Regions from separate parts of the Oryza sativa genome. Here region 1 is linked to region 2. A link is a contact called in public HiCAR-type data. All regions are on one chromosome and are shown on one strand. The core of a region is the stretch at or near the end of the contact, and the rest is flanking DNA. Distances in the headings are between cores, read along the strand shown. Region 1 holds the start of LOC4346797 (sulfite exporter TauE/SafE family protein 3). Region 2 holds the start of LOC4346768 (transcription factor WRKY19-like).

Evidence for each region. HiCAR-type assays count read pairs that join an accessible place to other places.
Region 1: a HiCAR-type map of leaf shows a contact between it and region 2, with 4 times the contacts expected there. The contact joins the promoter of LOC4346797 here to the promoter of LOC4346768 in region 2. A contact is called at or near these places in 1 of 15 Hi-C or Micro-C datasets (seedling) and 1 of 4 datasets of contacts at active chromatin or transcription factors (leaf).

Annotation. Positions count from the first base shown.
Region 1 is chr9:15,099,420-15,104,270 of ASM3414082v1, reverse strand. LOC4346797 (sulfite exporter TauE/SafE family protein 3) reads right to left here and starts at 2,406. Exons shown (of 13, transcript XM_015757047.3): 1 at 2,241-2,406; 2 at 1,808-2,078; 3 at 1,284-1,443; 4 at 334-534; 5 at 183-247; 6 at 44-71. The coding sequence starts at 2,041.
Region 2 is chr9:14,459,247-14,464,520 of ASM3414082v1, reverse strand. It overlaps LOC4346768 (transcription factor WRKY19-like), which reads right to left and starts at 2,132. Exons shown (of 3, transcript XM_015795764.3): 1 at 1,648-2,132; 2 at 1,398-1,532; 3 at 1-974. The coding sequence starts at 1,949. The coding sequence ends at 326.

The DNA.
Region 1 (4,851 bases), core at 1,157-3,656, 640 kb before region 2:
TTTTGTGACAGACGAGCAGCACTATGATTTCGAGCTCTCTTACTGGTTTGCTCCAATCGTTTTGCAGCCTCCTGGAAGAAATGGAAATAGTCCCATTAGTACACCAGAAATGAAATAAAAGCCGGGAAAATTGAGAGTCATTGTTTACAAAGATGGCAAGTCAATCGAAAAAAATCAATTACCCTTTTGATTATTGTCTCTTTCTTCCATGTCTCAACACCCTTCAGAAAAGCTTTAGTTGATGTGCCTGTGGTTTAGTACGGAGATGCAAACTGAGGTTATCAGTGAGGAACTAGATGTGCAATGGTAGACGCATTGGAATGAATTGAGTACCTAGGAAAAGGATAATAAGGAGAACTGTGACCAGCCAGTCAGGGAATAAAACATTGAAAATAACACCAATGCTGATCCCAAGCATTAGCATAGGCTGGATCAGCAGGGCTAGGTCATAGTCAATCACTGGCATGTCCAACGTAGGATGTTTAAGCTTGAGATTGTAGTAGACAGTTGAGACAGCTGCACCCATGATCATACCTGTCCCGAAGAGTATAATGTCTCATTAAAATTAGCAATTACAATATGTAGTAGTGAGAAAGCAGGTCAAAAACCAGATTTTACTTGAATTGTACTGAACCAAGTAACAGTACAAAGTAAAAAATCCCAAAGAAAAATTATCTATACCCCAAAATGGAGAAGCACCTTTCATCCACAATACAGAGAAGCTAACCAGAAAGTTATTATTTTAATATATAAAGAAAAGTAGAAAATAAATCCAAGAAATGAAGTCACAGAACTGCATATACACTTTTAGTCCCTTTAGACGTTCATGGATATTCCGTATTTTAGATTTGCATATCAATACTTCAAAGTGCAATTGCTGCACAACCTTTTCATCTTTGTATATTCCCTATTTATGGTTATAAATATACACTACTCGTACTTTGATATACAAGGGAAAATGAGGAATCCATGTACACATGAATCTAGGACTAGCAACCACCACAACAACCTGCCTAGTACAAAAACGGAGAAGGAAATAACACCAACTGCCACTGCTAGGACATATAATTAAGCATCCCAATTTTTCAGTCTTTCACTTTGCAAAGGCATAAACAGACCAAAAAGTGGACAAACAAGATACCGTAAAAAATGCAGACTAAGGTACACGTGAATCACCAAAAAACAAGCTTAAGAAATCAATTTGTTGGGACAATACGAACTGTTTCCTTTCAGATTTCAGAGCATAAACAGGTGCACACAAGAGAGTGGTGTTAGATCCTCACATTTTGATATTGCAGTAGATGACTTTGGATCAAACCCAATGATCAAAGTCAGCATTGGCACAAAGATCCCACCACCTCCAACGCCGCCCACACTCCCGAATGCCGCGCCGAAGAATCCGATCAGTGATCCCAGCACTATTTGCCATCCTAATTCCATTTCCTATAGACAACACTAATATATCACCAAATTGACACAATATGTCCGAAAACATTAAAAACCAATTGCAAAAGTACACAATCACAAAAGGTACAATCTGAAGCTTAAACTACCTGAGAAGACTTAACCAATTGCAAAATAATTCAGTTTTAACATGCATGACTCAAGCTGAATCCCATTGTACCCACAAAACTCAGCAAACACATCCCAGTGAAACAAACATAAAGAAGTACTACTAAAAAGTATCCCATCCCCCTCAATTAACAAAACAGTTCATGAGTTCAAAGCAAAATAGTGAAGCAGAATCTGAATGCTAATTTACAAAAAAAAAAGCTCCAAGAAAAAGGTGTGGTCTGTCTGTATTTACCGGCCAAACGTGGTGGTACGAGTTGCCATCAGTCTGCCACAAGAAATTGGCCACCTTCCGAAGGATGCCCACTTCCTCCGGCGTCGCCGCCACCACCGCCGCCGCCGCCGCGGCGCCGCCGCCGGCGGCCGAGGTCACCGAGAAGGCTCTCCTATCGGCGGCCACGGCGGCGGCGGCCGCGCACGCGACGCCGAGCGCCGCAATGGCGTGCCACTGCCATGTCCTCCTCCCCATCCCTCTCCCTCTCCAATTCCGCACCGCCCTTCGCTCTCTGCTGCTCCAAAGACACAGAATTTTTGCAAGAAAAAAAAGATTCAGAGCTTGTCCCCTTTTCTTGCCGCAAGAGAGAGAACAAGAATTCAGAAATCACGGAATCAAAACGCTTTCTTTTTTTTTTCTTCTTCTCTCGCGGTTTCGGATTTGGGAGACGTACAAGGGCAGCGAGCGAGCGGGTTTCTTGGGAAATCTTGGCGTGCACAGGACGAGGAAAAACCGCGGAAGAAACCGGGGTAAGAGAGTCGATGAGACGCTCTCAGAACCGGATGAAATGCAAGAACAATGGCAGAAGAGAGATGAGAGAGAGAAGCAGATGAACGTGTGAAGGGAGGAGGCGATGAACTCGGTGCCAAATTTAGAGAGGGATGGCACTTTTCGCACATGGACACTGAACTCTCACGATATTGTGGAAGATGGCCCCGTTGAAATCTGCATTTGTTTTTTTATTGCTATTTGTTTCTTCTTCACACACAAAAATCTGCACAAGTTGCGGCCATGTAGTAGTATCATGTTTAGAATTTTTTGGGTCACACTCCGAATGATATTTCTTGGTAATTTTCAGAATATAAAAACTTGCTGCCTTAGATTGAATTTTAATATTTGTGCAAGTTGTATTTGGAAATTGGGAACTAGAATAATTGTAGCATTACCTTGCGGTTTATGACTTCATGAGAGGGGAAAAAAAATGAATCCTTGCTATATCTTTTCACTTCCAAGTTTCTGGATGAAAATGGATAGTACTCCGTATTTGTTATAATCACAAACTTTTTTAGACTTGCTGACTTGCTTAGATTGATTGATGCTTATTCTAGTTCTACTAGTACATATAAAAGCAAGCTTGTCTTGTCTTGACGTGGGAGTAGGACCTACTAAAAAGTTTAGGGATCTTTTAATTGGTAGAGTAAAGCTCAAAATGACGTGCTAGTAACTTCAGGAGAGACCTAAACAGATGCTTCTAAGTAAAGGCTACCTTGTGAAAAAAAATTGATTTTCTATTGTGCTAGTAATTAGTAAATAAATGGTTCATGTAGTAAAAGAACTGAACACTTTGGTACTCCCTCAGTCCCATTTTAAATGCAGTTGTAGGTTCATGTGTTCAATGTTTGACCGTCCGTCTTATTTAATTTTTTATGATTAGTATTTTTATTGTCATTAGATAATAAAATATGAATATTATTTTAAACGTAACTTATTTTTTAAAATTTTTTATAAATTTTTTAAATAAGACGGATGGTTAAACGTTGGATACGAAAATCTACGACTACACTTAAAATAACACGAATGGAGCAATGTAGATGTAGCCTGGTAGGTGAATGAAATATCTATAACCAGATCAAGCCCCAACCTTAATTCAGACTCCATAGAAACGGCGACAACTTTTTTAACTGAAAAAAATAGCATCACATGCGCCCATGTCAAACCCATATGGTTTTTAAAGTCATAAAAATAAACTAATTTTTTGAACTCAATTAACTAATTTTTAAAAGCACGTAAGTACAGGTAGTTCTACTACTGGAGAACTTGCAGTGTTCAATGAACAACACAGCGCTGGAAGTTGTACAACTGATTAAGAACAAACCGTGAAACTTGGAACGTTGCACGTCCATGCAGTTTGCTACAGTTAAACGACTAAAAAACAATAAGGAATTGACAAACATTTAAGAGCATGTATAACATTAATTAATAGCAGACTCTTAGGTTGTCTACTACATAAATTTGTTTATGTATATGAAACAGAAGAAATGATGGAGAAACATCGTTGTTGAGCTTAATATGAACTCTTAGCCTTTTATGAAGAAGATTTCGCTATATGGTGAATATAAAAAAGAAAAGAAAGATAATAAAATATCATTTTGACATATATGTGTGGTTGCAATTTTTATTGTCTCTATCTTTAACATACCCTAACAACTAAATCTGTGCCAAAAATAAATATATGGTGAACATATACATGCAGCCTGAGTATACAACACTAAGATATGCGCCTTAGGGCATCCACAATATAATGTGCATCTAAAGTGGGTAATAAGAAATAAAATACTATTACTACCAGGTTATATACATTGTGGGAGTAGTAAGTAACTAATACCAAGTAATATGCTTACTACTTCATAAGGAATGAACAAATGATTTCTCTCATCTTTCTCTCGTGGTTAATGATTGTAGGGTCTAGCTTACTACTCACTTTTGTTCTTTCACCATTGTGGTTACAGCAATATCTAATACTTACTAATGTAGGGTCCACCTTTATTCACAAAGTAGGTAGTAAATATTGGTGATGCCCTTTTGTGTCTGCTACTTCTGTTTGTTTGACAATGCTAATATCAGAAAGTGGAGAATATCACAGCAGCACTATTTTTAATTGGGCTCCGCTGAAAGAATGTTCTCTTTCTCAAATGGACAAAAGCAAAAGGTTTTAGAGGGCACTGTTGTTCAAGGACACTTGGCATGTATCATCTCTGTGGCAGCAGATTGTTTCCAACCTTTGCTATGCATTGCTGTGCTTGTGCTTGTCTCTCTCCGGTATGGGAGATGGATTCTTCAGTGCTATCTTTTCTTCCCTCCCTCTTTCCCTTTTTCCAATTCAAGTTGATGTAGATATATCACAAAAAGTAAGCAACAATATCTGATGTCCTTTATTTGGTTGTAGCCTTTTGTTTTGCTGATAAATTCTTGGTTCTTTAGTTTTGTGCTATAGTACAAATGCATTTTTCATGGTGGATCAACAAGTCGGAATTTATGCGGTGGTCGAGAGTAATCTCAGTTGC
Region 2 (5,274 bases), core at 883-3,382:
CATGATCAAGATCTTATTTTCCTTGACACAAATCAATAATAATAATACTAATAATAATACAAAGAAACACTCTCATTTGGGGAAAAAAAAGAGAGAAAAATTAAGTACTAGTACTACTATTTCTCATCTCTATTGACCTAGGAAGAAAGCTTCTGCTCTTCTTCCCTCCTCTGTTCTTTCATGGCAACAGCTAAAGAACAGAGGGTGGTCACCATGAACTGCTTCTCTAGTGTTCATCAGCTATGTGAGGATCGGATCGGGTTGGATTGGATTGGATTGGATTGGGTTGAGTTTGGTCACCATTGATCTGGTTCTGTTCATAATCTCATGCGAAGAAGCTGGTGATATCAATGGTGAATCCGGGGTCGAACTCGAAGGCGTCGAGGGCGGAGAGGTCGGCGTCGACCATGGCGGTGGCGGGCGCCGGCTGCGCGGTCGCCGTCGTCGTCGTCGCGGCGACGAGCGCGGACACCACCTCCTGGAGCTCGGCGTCCCGCCACGCCTCATCGCCGCCGCCGGCCGCCGCCTGGTGGAACGGCGCGGCGGCCATCGAGTCGGAGGTCGCCGGCGAGGCCGCCGACGACGCGGCGGCGGCGAGGCGGTTCTCCGGCGTCGACGGCGCGGAGAACGGGTTGTGCTGATCCGGCGGCGCCAGGCCGCTCACCGGCGACGACAGGCAGAACGGCGGCATGGCGTTCCAGCCGCCGCCGCCCTGCTGTTGCTGCGGCGGCGCCGTCAGCCCCTCGATCTTCACCGTCAGGCCGGAGCTCAGGTCGTGGAGGCGGCTCTCGGCGGCGGCGTTCGTGTCCGTCTCCGTCTCCGGCTTGCCGGCGCCGGCGGCCACCGCCTTGTGGACGCACGTGTGCTCGCCGTGGTAGATCACGTCGAACACCGTCGCGTCCTCGTCGGTGCGCTGCACCTGCTTCGTCGCCATGCATCCCTGCGAGTGGCGGTGGGTGCAACGGTAGTAACCCCTGAAAAAAAATGTTTTTAGAAACCTTGCAATCGATCAAAGATTCTTAAAATTCTTCAGAAAAGTTTGTGTGATTTCGAAAACAATCAAACTAATTGGCAGGATTATTTGACAACACATCCAATTAGATGCATGCAAACAAACAGGTGGTCCTATGATCCTATCTGAATTTCTGACAGGTGGAGTCCAAGCATTTGAGAACAGAGGAAAGGCTGCAGCTGCTTTCACCATGATAAAGAAAAGACAGCCACAAACAACCAAACCAAGCAGGAAAGCAAAGCAGATATATCTTTGATGATGCCACAGCACAAAGCTTATGAAAAACGCATGTGCAGATTAGGCTATGAAAAAGGTGGAAACAAACACCTTTTTTGTACTGAAATATTGGGGGGAAAAAGTAGAGGGAAATCAGAAAAATACCAACCTTGGGTGCTTGGCTCCAAGAATCTCTTTCTGCCCATACTTTCTCCAGCTATGGCCATCATCTACCGGTGGATTCTCCACCCCTCCCGTCGAGCTCACCCTAATCTGATGCCTCTTCTTCTCCGTCGACGTCTTCCTGCAAAAATCAATCAAAAAAATTCGAAACAAACAAAAAATTAAACTCAATCAATCATTCCCCCAAAAATTCAGCTAAAAATGAACATGAACAATTAATCTTTGTATATATTCACCTCTTCTTGGTGGCCTTGAAAGGCAAGTCGGAGACGTCGCTGAGGGGGCTGGGAGTCGCCGAGTCGAGGTCACCGGCGGCGACAGCGGCGGCGGAGCGCTTGCGGTGGCCGTCGAAGTGGCCGGACCTGATCATGCCGATGGAGCGCTCGGTGACGGAGAAGATCTGCGAGGCCAGGTGCTTGCAGAGGTCGGGGGAGCCGGAGCCACCCAGGTGTCCCTCCAGCTGCCTCACGAGCTCCTTGATGTGGCTCAGCTCCGTCACCACCAGCCGCCCTCCTCCATTGCCCTCCATGCTCTCCATCACCCCTCAACCCTTGATCGATCTCTTCCTGCTCTCACCAACCTAGATAAATTGCTAGCTAGCTAGCTCGATCTTGCAGGTTGCAGCTAAGCTCGCTTCGCGGTACAAGAATGGCAAGAACGACCAAGAAGAGTGATCAAGAATTGGGTAAAAAGATCGAGATGGCGAGAGTGCATGTGGAGTGAGGCGCAGCTGCGAGGGGAGCTCGAGCTTATAAAGAGGAGGGGAGGAGGGGATCGAGAGGTAGAAGAAGAAGAAGAAGAAGAAGAAGAAGAAGAAGGGGATTGGAGAGGTGAAGAAGAAGCGCGTTGGTGGTGAGTGGGGGAGAAGAGGATTTTGACCGGTGAGAGAACTAGATGGCGACGGCGAGAGGGGGTTCTTTGGATTTGATTGGCCAACGCCATGTCGGATCGATCGGGCTAAGCTACATTAGCTTAGCTAGTGGACAGTGTTGGGGTGATGCAATGATCCATTAAACAAATTTTAGATTAGTGGAGGGTTGTACCCAAAAGCGTCAGCTTGGACACTTTGGTTTGGAACAACATCAAATAAAAAAAAAACTAGATTTGAAGGGAGATTTGTACCTCTAAATATGTTTTAAAAAGAAAATGTAAGTGTATTGGGGATTGAACATGCGATCTCGATGTTAAAACCACACACCTCTTGCAACTGCACTATCAAGTGCAAATCAAATGTGTATATATATATATATATGTTGGTGGAAATACTTTTGTCTGTTCTACTTTATTTCTGGATGTTTCGGAGATGGTTTGTAATTAAAATGTCAGCTACAAAGTAACCATGGATTAAATTATGTGGAAGATAGTTTTGTATTAGCACATATGTTTGTGAGCTTGAACCTATGCACAAAATGACATTGGTTGTCCGTAAATTATTTGTCATTGTTTTATATATTTTTCAGGTAAAAATTTGATATATGCTGCATAGATACCACAATCAACTCGATAATGTAATGGCCCCATCGTTTGGCTTTTCTTTTAATAAGCCAAAACGGCTTATTAGAGAATAAAAATAAATTTGTAGGTAAAACTTTTATATATATATTCTCGGTGACTTAAAAGCCAATGCTGAAAAAGAAACTACGTTGAAAATACCTCAAAATAAATATCAAAATTAAGTTTGAAAATTCAAATTTTGGCTTTTTCTTTGGCTGAATAGGCTATTCGATAGGAGCCTAAATTATTGTTTTATATATTTTTCAGGTGAAAATTTGATATATGCTGCATAGATACCACAATCAACTCGATAATGTAAATTAAGTGTGGAGGAGGACTAAAGTCCAAAATAGCTAAACTAAGGCTAGTTAATTTACTTGGGCGAGAAGTTCACTGATGATATTATACGATTCTACGTGGACACGTACACACAGCCCTTTGCCACTACTCAAATCTCTTGTCTTTGTTTTTTTGTTTTTTGGTGGCATCACATCTAAAAGAAAAAGGTTATTCGATATACAAACGACGAACGCTAAAAGCCTATATATGTGACATATTGCGACGCTGTCCAGTTCATATTGGGAATATTTTCATGCTGTTTCAGTTAGACATACATCTCTTTCAAGTGCTCTGGTCGGTATATGTGCTACTGGCTCGTTTTTTTTTTCTTAAAGAAAATGCTAGTAGCTTTGTTAGTTGCATGGTGCTTTTTTTTGGGTTGTTTCTCTAAGACCTTCAGTTGCTATCATTTCACTCTGTTTCACACTGAAAGTACTGCGTCCATTCATTCATTGTCCGTATGAAAATCAGTGGAGGCTTTTTTTTCCTCATTTCTTGTCTCTTTTACACTTACTGTGCCTAGTGTTTATTCCAAATTAAGGGCAGGTAAATTGTACCTTTTGAAAATGAAGAGGATCTTATTGAAGTTATGTATACGTATGGCATCTGGAATGTACACCTGGCCGGCCGCCTGATGTTGCTGTATCATGAGCACGAAGGCTAATGTCATTCAGATAGTGATGCTTAAAAGAATTGATATTGAAACGTAGGGTAGTATATATGATAGAAACGCATGTGCACTACTAATTATAATTAAGTAGTACCTTTTGGAAATGTACTAATATATGATCAGTTCATTGTTGATTTGTTGATTAGAGCGGAAAGAAAAAGGAAATTTATTGATACCCAAAATATTTTTGTTGTATATATATATATATATATATATATATATATATATATATATATATATATATATATATATATATATATATATATATATATATATATATATATATATATATATATATATATATATATATATATATATATATATATATATATATATATATGGTACGCGTGGAATTAAAACAATGAACGAATTATTTCTGCATAAGCTAGAAATAACCATGAAAGCAAAGCAGCACAACATATCACTAATGTAAAACTAACCCGGTTTAAAACATGGGAATTTTTACAAAAACTTCACACGATTTTTCCAAATATCCTTTTTTCTGATATGGGCAAATATTACTACAAAATTTCAAATGTGTGCGCGCCAAATCCTAGTACTCTCTATAGACGAGTCAAACACATTCAAATAACACTTATTTACAAGTAACCATGCGTACTAAATTAAGGCTCGTCGACAAGTAAATTAAACTCAACCTGATATGGGGATTTTTAAGGATGCCGACTGCTGGTCCATAATCTTCTATCGATGTTGACTAGTTCAATTCTGCCCTTTGCATGATCGAAAAGGAAATCATGAACCTGCAGCTGCTGCTCATGCATGCATACTAGCTAATTATTGATCCAATGGATGATGTACAATATTTTTCTAAAAACAGATTTAACTAACTGCACCAAGAAGCAGATCGAGATAGTATAATCAGAGCTGTCGTTTAGCCACACAGGTATCATTTCCATATGATAATGAATAGTATATCTCATCAGCAGCCATGTTGCTGATAATATACAGTGATTTTTATATGCTTGCAAGTGGCCATGCCATGTTCATATTTAATTATTTCAACCATCATTTGCTTGCGCCGTTATTAGTCCCAATCTGGTCTGTTGACAGAAAATATTACCACCCTCAGGATTAGCTCGCTAGTCATGGTAGTGATTGAGCTTTCAAGCTCGTTAAATTTCCTCAGTATTTCGTTTTTCATTACAAGGAAAACACTGTGTTCTTGTAGTAGAATCAATCACTATCTTTGCTGCATGTTTGACGGGATCGATGAGACTAGACTGTTACTATCAGTACTCTGGGACAATCTTTGAAACAAAACAAATGTTAATTGCCTATATGCAACCAGTCGATATTGACCGTCTCACTGCAAGAAAACTTCATGGGAAGACGCGTTAAA